Linked DNA regions of Rattus norvegicus: region 2 is linked to region 1. Evidence: chromatin contacts called from public Hi-C data. All regions are on one chromosome and are shown on one strand. The core of a region is the stretch at or near the end of the contact, and the rest is flanking DNA. Distances in the headings are between cores, read along the strand shown. Region 1 overlaps Tmtc2 (transmembrane O-mannosyltransferase targeting cadherins 2). Region 2 holds the start of Tmtc2 (transmembrane O-mannosyltransferase targeting cadherins 2).

Region 1 (5,298 bases), core at 1,682-4,181:
AAGAAACCATCCAGAGTGACCTTTAGCAAGATGAAGAAGGGGAAAGATGCTGAGGGAAACAAAATGCTCACTATTTAGATTGACTGAAGCAGCCATCGCAGATCATTGCAAGGCTGGGGCATAAGGATGTAGAAAAAGGCAACTGCCACTACACTACGTCCTGTGGATTATTGTAGGGAGGCTATTGTTACATATCACCAGAAAAGTCCAGTAAAACTTCACCCAAAGCTGTATGGTGATAAAACTAGATACCATTTCACAATTTTACGACAAAAAGGTAATCTCCCACCATCAAAAACAATCCTTATATGCTGAAAGAGAAATGACTTTTCTGCCCCAATTTGCTGAAAATAAATAGCAATCATATGTTTAAATGGCTAGCGCTAATGGCCGGTCCCACACATTATTTTGTGGGGTCATCAGAGCTCATTCCTTTCTCTGATGCACAAAGCACAGGGGGTGAGGGAGTTCGGGTAGAAGCAAGGAGGCAAAGGGAGCATCAGGACAGGTAGGGCAGAACAGGCTGTGAGGCTGAGAGGACAGACAAAGCAAATGCCAGCCACTGAAGGTGGGGACCCACAGAAACAAAAAAAACAGGACAGTGCTGGAAAAGGAAGTCACAGAACACAGAGAAGCAAGCCACAGTAAGCCATCTAGAGTAAGAGAATACGAAGTTTGCTATAAGAAGTCTGCAAAGAAGGCAAGAAAAAGATTTAAAAAATTTTTTCAATACACATTCTGCATCCTATTTTGGACAGGTCATTGCGACACTCGCTGAAACTCAGCATGTGGTATCTCATCCCTGAGATCTCAGCACTTGCAAACATATGAATGCACAAATCTTAGCGCCCACATGGTTAAATGAGGTGAGAGGTGTTTGACAATTCAAGGCCAGCCTGGGCTACACGGCAAGACTCCACATCAAAAAACAAATAAATAAAAATAAAAAGAAATAAAATAAAACAAGTGGGAGCAATTTTCAGTCTTCTGTAACGATGGCTCACCGAGACAAAAACGCATCCTCTAGAGATTTACCTCATAAAGCACACAACAATGGGAAGAAGAAGCAATTGGTCTCAGGATTTGTCACTGTCATCCTTGTTTCAGTGCCTTGCCAAAAAAAATATCAGCAGGAGTGTCTAAAGAGAAAAGATGTATAAAACTGATCCCAACAGTAAACCAAGTTTGCTACTGATTTCAATGGCTGGAAACATCATGTCAACTTTCCCAAGACAGGCGGATTCATTCATGTGGTTCTGGGGTGGTTACTATGTCCTCTTCTACCCTCAAGTGTTTCATATTAAACAGCAAATCATAAAATCATCCTAACTATATCATAGACTCCCACAGCATTTCAAAGCTGTGACCAGGGACTCGACTCCATACAAGGACACCTGGCACCAACCACAATAAAACCTATAAATGGACATCTCCTGGGGTTAAACAATCCAAAGAGACATCATGATGCCATAGTAGATTTGCTGGCACTTCTAACAATTAAAATAAGCCTTTAAAGTCTTATTTAATTGAATAAATATCAACCCAATTTTATTCTCCAAACTAAATTTCCTGCAGGATGCAAAACAGAAAAAGATACAGGTGACTTAAAAATCCAGCCGACACCCAGAAAGGAGACAAGATGGTCAGCTACCGTTCCCTGGAGAAAAGTAACAACACCATGTCTAACGTGGCAATGCCAAGATCCACCAGGAAGGCTTACAAGCTAGCCAGGCCTTTCTCCCTTCAGCATCAAAAGTAACCTGAACTGAAAACAGGTACATAGGCCATCTGGTGGCACTGGCTCACATCTGAAATCCCAACCCTACAGAGACCAACGCAGGAGAATAGCAGAAGTCTCAGACCATCCAAGCTGAGAACCTGTCTCAAACAAACAAACAAAATACCAAAAAATAAAAATATATAAAAATAAAAAATAAAGACAAACAAAAATAAAAAAAAAACAAAAAACACCAACAATGCCAACATTAAAAGGCCAAGGTAGGCTCATCAATACCTACATTTATATCTGAAGCACTAGGAGCAATAAACGTCCTCTTTATTAAAATGAGAGAGAGAGAGAGAGAGAGAGAGAGAGAGAGAGAGAGAGAGAGAGAGAACGAACACGAACCAAACTTTCAACCGGAGACCAAAGAAACCAAAAGATTATAAATGTGACAAAGAAAAATCAAAACAGGAATAACTGGAAAACGGACTGAATTTTGCCTCCGTCCATTACATCCGAGCTGGTACATTTACTCTCCAACCACTGCGTTACTGACAAGTAGAAGAAAAGCGAGCATCATTACGTAGCACCGGCTTTTATTACTGCTGGAGACCAAAGCTGGCCTTCAGCAGCGCCTTTTCATTCTCTAGGAAGAATATCCTTTTCTTTTTGCAATTATGAAAAATGTCAGTGAGTGTGATTAGTTCTTCAGAACTCGGTGCGCTCCCTGAGGCCTCAAAGCAGCTGAGACTGCTTCACACATCTTTGAACACTTGTGCCGGTCCTCACACAACACCCTCCGCATTGGATTTTATTATAAGTTCTTTTTTCTTTTTTTCTTTTTTTTTTCGGAGCTGGGGACCGAACCCAGGGCCTTGCGCATGCTAGGCAAGCACTCTACCACTGAGCCAAATCCCCAACCCCTTATTATAAGTTCTTAACAATGGGATTCTTGTTTCATTTATTTCACACGGAAGCTCCGGCCTTATTTGTTTTTTTTTTTTTTCTTTGTAGTTGGCTTTTATTTCTATTAATAGGGAAATAAATTCTGGTTTACTAGTATCGTTTGAGTGCCAATGTGGCGGGTGGAAAGATTCATAATGCGCTATCAGTTGAATGGACACCAAGTACTTGACACAGTGGAAACAAGTCGCTCCCGGCTGGCCCTCGCCTTTATTCCTCAGAACACTGTGCAGGCTGAAGGCATGAGCCCTCAAAGGCTGTTTTTCAGCGATCCCCGCAGCTCTGAGGATCACATGATCGCTATCTAGCCAATGAGAGGCTTTAGAAGCAGTAAACTGTTTTTCAGGGTCCTGCCTTTGAAGGAAAATTAGGGTCACTGCTCCCTCGCTGACCATGCTTCCAGCTGAAATCATCCTGGAAGGCAGGACAGCGGTCCAAGGCATGACATGAACATCTGGCCTTGAAAGTGCTTAGGGGAAGTCTCCTCAACCCAGACCGGAACTCACCCAAGGGGAATTAACTTCCGGCATGTTGGAGCCATTCTGTTTTATGCCTGACTTGTTTTGTTTGTTTGTTTGTTTGTTTGTTTTGTTTGCTTTGTTAATTTTTTTCTTTTTAACCATGGACATCTAAACTGACAGAATTTCATTTTCCTTTCCTCATAGGCCTTCATTGTCCTTCAAGCCTCAGAGAATATGAGAAGTGAAACCATTGCAGTCCAGAAGACTATTCTTAACAATTGGCAGGGCAACAGCAATGTTAACCAATATCTAAAATTTTAAAACATACACTTATAAATTTTATACCAAAGGAGGGGTGGGGTGGGTACTTCTTATTCTGATCCAGAAAATATTTTCCTAGAATTCTTATCTCTGCCAGGAGAGAAAAATTACCTCTGCTTTAAGAAAATGAGGGGCTCTCTCGGGGCCACTTTAGGGCTTAAGCATTAATATCCTAGCTAAAGAAATATCCTTGCTCATTCTTCTGAGGATAAATTACAGGCTAGACAAGTGTTCTTTAGTTCTCAAGACATAAAGCCACTACCTTGGAAACTCCAACAGTCCTAAAGATATTAATTATTTATCACAAATCAACAGATAGATATTTTATCACGAACTACAACACAATCAAAATAACATTGGGTTGGACAGTAACAAATCACTGTCAGGCTGCTGCCTGTATATAATTTGAAACAAGACTCTAAAGCTGCCAGAAAGACATAGAAGCTGGCTGTCCCTGGTGACAACCAATATAACTAACCCAGGAATAACTGTGAGGAGAAGAGAGGCAGGAGAGAGTTCAGAGGCAGCCACACAACATATAAATTTTCACTTGAGCTCAATTTTCCCACTGAAACAACAACACAGTATATAAATTATACGAAGAAAAACTACAGACTATGAACACACACATATTCAAACACAAAATTACACTTACACACACACACACACACACACTGCTGCCTTTCAAATTGTTAAATTGAAAACTATAAGGTAACGGAGACACAGCTCAATTGGCAAGAGAGTATGTATAACACACATAAAGACCTGGATAGAAGAACTTGTGGGAAAAGGAAGAAAGAACATTAGGAATTCAAAGTCATTTAGTATGTATGAGATTTTGTCTCAAAGAAAAAAAAAGAAAAGAAAAAAGACAAGGGAAGGAAAAAGTAGGAAGGTAGGGAAAGAGGGATAGAAGAAGAGGAGGGAGGGAGGAAAGAAGGGAAGGAGGACAAACTAACAATGAAAAGAACTAATTCTTAATGATCTTGTTCTCTTTACACTCTGTAGCTAGTTCCCCTTTCCCAACATTGTTTTCCAGTCTGCACCAACAGGTAGAGGGCTCACTAACACTTGGCAAAGACTAGAAATACTTGTAAAATCCCAGAATTGTCTTGAGACAATACATTATTTGGTTTAGCTTTGGGTTCAAGCAGGAGTATTAGCTGCATTTATTCTTAAAGGGAGAATACAACAGGGCAAGTGCACGTTAACCAACTACACAGTGTTTACCTCACAGATGTCAGATGTCAGAATTTCCTTACCTCCTGCCATGAAGTTAGCTACTCCAGTCAAGAGGACTTTTCTCCAACGACTGAAATGTTCTGTATTCTGACAGAGATAAGAGCAGCTAGGAACAGCTACTGAGCTCCTTACATCTGTTTACTGTGAGGACTGTATTTCTTATTTTATTGATTTCTAAGTTGGATTAACTCTTGAGGCTCAAAGCTAACACACTCTGTCAAACAACTCTGTACAGTTAAGGGAATCTCTGCTCTCAGGAGCGTCAATCTATAAAATAAGCCCACTTCCCACAGTCGAGGAGTTAAATGTCACCAGTCTAGTTTGCTGTGGCACTGTAAGTAGATATGAGAGGTTGGGGAGGTGTATCCCACAACCACCTCACACAAACATTCTAACCAGGATCATCTTGGAAACTGCTTAAAGTACAAAGCAGGAATTCTCAATCTGGCCAGTTTTTCTCTCAATTACAAAACAAATTATTGTTGTGAAATGACACACAAATGCACTTGCAGGCAAGTTCACATCGAATTATCCAATGAACAACAACTGGCTGTTGTTGTTGTTGCTGTTGTTGTTGTTGTTGTTATG
Region 2 (5,305 bases), core at 2,505-5,004, 88 kb after region 1:
ATCTCCAGGTTCAGTAGGAGAACCTGACTCAAAATACAGTCAGGGAAGATACCTGATGTCACTTCACAGAGACAGAAAGAGAGAGAAAGAGAGAGAGAGAGAGAGAGAGAGAGAGAGAGAGAGAGAGAGAGAGAATTGTCAGGGAAATAAATCCGCAAACTAGTGGCACATTCATGTTGCACTATCAAAATCTGAAGTTATCATGCTTTATTTTTCCAAAGCAATGAATTATTCTACTCAAGGGAAAATTAAAAATCTGCACATTATTCTTGCTCCCCTGTCTGTATCTCATAAATGGGTACATCACCCACTAAACGATGTGCGTACAATCAGAACAGACTCCAACGCAATGACAGAGTTTATCTTTGCACCAAGCTGACTTCCCTCAGCTCTGAGAAACTTGTGCCAACTTTTTAAAGGGGACAGCGTGTGCTGATGCAAGGTCACCCTCAATAAGTGCATAAAGAGGGCAAAGAGTTGGAGGGTCACAAAAGGTGTTCGTCTGTATTTTGCACCCTCATAAACGTCAAGTTCCTCTAGATATTGTAGAGGATCACTTAGGGAGTCACAGTCACCCAGAACTTAAGATGTGTCGTGCATTTCATATTGATACCATAACTTGAGATTAAGCAGTCATCGCCTATACTATAGTAAAGGGGGGGGGGGGGGGAACGAGGCTGCAGGCATGAAAGCTTTCTCCTCAGATACTGTGAATTCTGACTTAGCATCGCTCATCTCAACACACTGTGCACACAGTCTTAGGTTTACCACCAAAACACTTGCAAGGCATTAAGGTTTTACCGTAGGGAACTGATTTCTGCCTCAGGAAGCTATATGTTACCACTTAACTTCCAACAAGCTATATAAAACATACATAATTATATAAAGCTATATAAAACATACATAATTATATAACATACATATCAGTTGATAAAGTAAACTGATCATTGTGTTTGAAAGAAATGGTAACTTTGAGAAGTACCTAGGCAATAATGCTCAAACTGCAACAACGATAAAGCCCTCCTAAGGTAAAGGCCAGATTCTTCAGGCTACCAATGCAAAGTTCTGGCTTAGCTGAGTAAGTCATGCTTAAGAGCCATCTCTCCCTTATGTATGGTTCTTTCAACTTCCAGTGGCTTCAGTTCCACCACTGTATTCCCCAGAAGTCCCAGGCGGTCATTACCATGCACAGATGTAACTTAAGCAACGCTTTCCACATGAGTCTTTGCAAGCTGAAATGGAGTAGTAGAAACAAACAGATCATGCTGTAGTTTCCACTTGGCTCCCCCTCTACGATTCCCTCTTCACACACCAGTGGGTCACAGGACTTACATAGAAAGTGCATCTGCAAAGCCACAGTTGACAGTGCACCTTGGCTGGCAATGAATCACATTCTCATGCTGAGCACAGGACAAATAAGTCCAGTGCAGCATAAAGAGGCACCTTAGGGTTTCTAGGGAACACAGGAATGAAGCTTGCTCTCCGGCTCTTCTCCTTAAGACTTCACATTTAAAAGACTATGTGGGTGCACACGAAGTTTTGCCAGAAGTCAACAGAAAATCATTTTTACTGCTGAGTAAAGCATAATTCATGCTTTAGGCCCTTAACATTCTACAAATACATGTCTAAATATCATATTGAACCCGCTATCAATGATATGAGGAAATTGTGACATGCAAGTCACCTATACAGACAGAAAACAGAAGACGAGGGTTGTTAACACGCAGCGTGACCTGTAACAGGGGGGAGGAACCTGTTACAAATTCCAGCCATCAACAGCAACTCGTGTGTCATCGGCACAACTATCTCCCAGACCCACATTCCAAACACTTCAGGGTGAGCAGGAGACCTACAGAAAATTGCACATACAGATTCATTTAGGTTCTCGTCTCCATTTTTTACAGGAAGTGGTCCCTTTTGTAAAGAACTGGACAGCAGTTGTGACTAGTAGTCAAGAGGAATGCTTATCATACTGTTCCTTTGTAGGCTCCATGTTCTTGTTCAACACTCCCTCTTCCAGATCACCCCAAAGGACTCAGCCACTGCCCTGACTCATCCCTGAACTCATTTTAGTGAAAGCTGAACAAAGCTTTCTCCACCGGGACTCTTAAAATAGCAGGTGCAACATCACAGAAATCTGGAGGAAAAAAAGCAAGCAGCACAGCCTACCTCACTCTCAGATCATTTCTTAGAGCAGTTGAAGTCAGTACACTGTGTGAAAGTTGAGTAAAAGTTTGTCTGCCGGGGAGACTATCAGCCAGCCTCCTCTGGGCACAACACAGAAGCACATCAAGGGCCTATGAGGGTACTTTGGCAAGTATTACCAGGGAATTTCATAGCAGACATCAGGGTGGGAACCAAGACCTCCTGATTTAAGACATACAATCACTCTTAGCAGGAGAGTGGACCAGACAGAGTATACAGAACATGGCTGATTAGCAGAGTACACCCCTAGCTTCTCTTGCTGTTGTCAACCACTTTGCTGAGTTCACTGGATGCCTCGCCCTAACCCTGGGGATCCATTCACTCCCCTAAGCCCAGAGAGGCTGCTGAAAGTCTGTCAAAGTAAATCTGTGTTCACTTTTTGGATGGTTTAATTTCAATGGAGCATGAAACACCCCAGGACGGTTAATAAGTTTAGCCAGGCATGCTGTTCTCCCTAATATATTTTAATTATGCATCTGTTTTAATTGTAATCAGATTAAGTCACCGGAAAGGCACAAATTGGAATTTTCCCTAATGGCTATTGGAGCTTTTCATCAGTTTCTAAACACTAACAACATTTTTAAAATAGGTAAGGACATCAGCACAAGGGTGATATTTTCCAAGAATCAACGCAGTTTCTTTGACAACACAACCCGGGTCTCATTAGCCACCCAAACTAACCCAAATACAGAAGACAACTTCAATCTCCAGGGGCGTCTTCTTCCGCAATTAGCACCAGCGAATCACTAATGTCTAAGGCAAGACTCCCAAACAGAACTGAAAGCCCACGTTTTTATAAAGGACTTCCCCATGATAAGTGAACGAGGCCGGGGGAACCAGAGATAAAACCAGCAGCAAGATACAGTAGCTCAAAGTTTACTATCGGACACGTCAAAGAGAAAGTTGACGCAGAGTACGCGCGCTCTTTCCTCTATTTTGGCAACTGTCATGCGTGAGTTTAACTTCCAGAAATCAGTGTCCTATCAATAAAAGGAAACGACACGGGGAAGATCTTCTAAGGAGTGGAGAGTTGCTTCCTTCCAGCCCACACGTAAAATCGCTTAATATGTTTTTCTGCACCAAGGTAAACCTAGGATTGTTATTGGATTTTTTTTCGGGGCTGGTTGTTTGTTTAACGTGGGTTCATTAAACAGTTTTCCAAATTGCCTGGATTTCCGCTAAGAAACTTAAGCGCCTGCCTACCGGCAAGAAGCAAGCAAAAACCTGCTGCAAAGTAGGAGCGGAAACTCCTTTGGCCAGCCCAGCGCGCCTGCGTCCCGGCTGTTGGCTATAGGTGTTACGGTTTCCGCGTCGTCTAAACCTTCAGGTGCAGATACCTGTCCGCACCACCACCACCACCCCCAAGACGCACTTCAACCTGACAGAAAGCAGTGCTAGATCCACCGATGAACCCCCACCCCACCCCTGTCGCGCCGCAGCCATTGCCCCTTTCTCTCACCCACTTACCTGTCATCGTAGCAGAAATCCGCACTCAGGGTGTTGAGATACAAGGCGAGCCCCAGAGCGCTGCTCACCAACTCTGCAATCATCTCTCCACCGCCTTCCCTCCGGCTTGGCTCCCAGCGCGAGCGCAGCAGCGGCAACAAAAAACAGAAGCATCAATCCCCACCTTCCGCCGCCTTCTGCTCCTGGCTGCACTTTTCCCCGGCTTCCCCGCCCGCCTCCTCGCCCTCCCTCCGCTCCTTCTTCAGATCCCCGGCTCCTCGGGGCGCCGGGCTCCGCTGTTCCTGCGTGCTCCGGGGGTTGCGGGCTCACACCGCTCTCCCCATTGCCGGACAACCGCGAGAGGCAAGCGGCGATCGGCTTCACGCCCCCCGGCGGAGAATCGGGGCTAGTCCTTTCCCGCGGCTCGCGGTCCCCACCCTAACCCATGGCACTTTGGGACACCCTAGGTAAAGGACTGGGGAGATCGAAGAGTGCGAGGTCCGGGACGAAGGGGCCGGACAGAGCGAGGATCTGGGACCAGCGGGAGGAAAGGAGGGAGAGACAGAGAGAAAGGGGCGGGTGGGAGGGACGAGGCGAACCGCCTCCCCTCGCCGCCTCCCGAGCGCACGACTCCGGGGTCGTTCGCAGCAACTCGGCCACCACCGGGGCTGCGGCACATTCACTCTTTATTGGTTCCCTCCCGGACCCCTCTCCAGTGAAGTGAGAAGCGGCGACTGGGGACTCCAAAAGCTCCCGCGTGGGGTTCTCGCCGCGGCCCCACGCGCCTGCGTGGCCAGCCCACCATCCTAAGCTAGCCCAGCCCCTTTCTCCACCCAGATCCTCCCTGCAGACTCCTCCCTGTCTACCCCCACTGGCTGGAGGCTCCGCCCACTCTCCTAGCAGTTCCAGCCTCGTCCTCCGGCCCAACTCCCTTCTTCCTCTTTCTTCACCTTCCTTTTTACTCTGGAAAGCACCCCCAGGACAAAGATGACTTTTGGAAGATTGCCCAAAACGACAGCTAGAGTGCGCTCTGGGCTCTGGGAGGTGGAGGAGAAAGGCGACAGGAGGAGTCCATGACTTGTCCAGTGGTGCCTGGAGGAGCCTTGCACGCTCTAGATCGCAAGCCAAGCGTCTGGTGCCAAGAGCTGTCAGGCAAAGGTCTGGTCAGCTGGAGAGACCTCTGGGGACACGGAGAGGTAGGACAGGTTTGCAGAGCGCTGGCAACTACGATTGACAATAAGGATTGACAATAAGGATCTATTGCCCGCGCGCGCTCGATGCGTGAGCTGAATTGGGATGGAAGGGCCTGTTGAAGAGCTGGGAGGTGGGGGAGGAGGGAGCAGCGTTTAGGAGAGAGTTCTACTCTGGGGCCACGCCGTCACCGTCGACGTTAATGTCAGTGGAAAGACGCGTGTCCCGCAGTTAGATTATGAAAAGGGATCCAGGAAATGAAAGGGGAGAGGCTAGAAGATAAGAAACAACCATGTGCTCCTCAGAAATTGCGTGGGGGTGGGTGTCTTTCGTGGTTCAGGACGGTCAAGCTGCCGCTGAAAACACAGAAGAGACCACGCTAATGAAACCCTCTACAGAGGCATGCTTAAACCCAGCAAGGCGGAAAAGCCAGTGCCCTTTCCTTTCCGCCCGGATGCAAGAC

What was found. A called contact is a pair of places that touch in the nucleus more often than the background predicts.
Region 2: a contact with region 1 is called in a Hi-C map of Schwann cells, with 2.8 times the contacts expected there. The contact joins the promoter of Tmtc2 here to the enhancer-like site in region 1. A contact is called at or near these places in 2 of 12 Hi-C or Micro-C datasets (Schwann cells and mammary epithelial cells).

Annotation. Positions count from the first base shown.
Region 1 is chr7:42,602,025-42,607,322 of GRCr8, forward strand. The region is part of intron 1 of Tmtc2 (transmembrane O-mannosyltransferase targeting cadherins 2); the gene reads right to left. Among named protein-coding and RNA genes, the nearest start is that of Tmtc2, 88 kb to the right of the region's middle. Within about 2 kb of position 2,932, at least 52 of the 93 cell types and tissues checked have an H3K27ac peak or open chromatin away from gene starts, as enhancers often do. A contact at or near this core is called in Schwann cells, where this site is marked.
Region 2 is chr7:42,689,397-42,694,701 of GRCr8, forward strand. Tmtc2 (transmembrane O-mannosyltransferase targeting cadherins 2) reads right to left here and starts at 3,755. Exons shown (of 12, transcript NM_001171177.2): 1 at 3,673-3,755. The coding sequence starts at 3,755.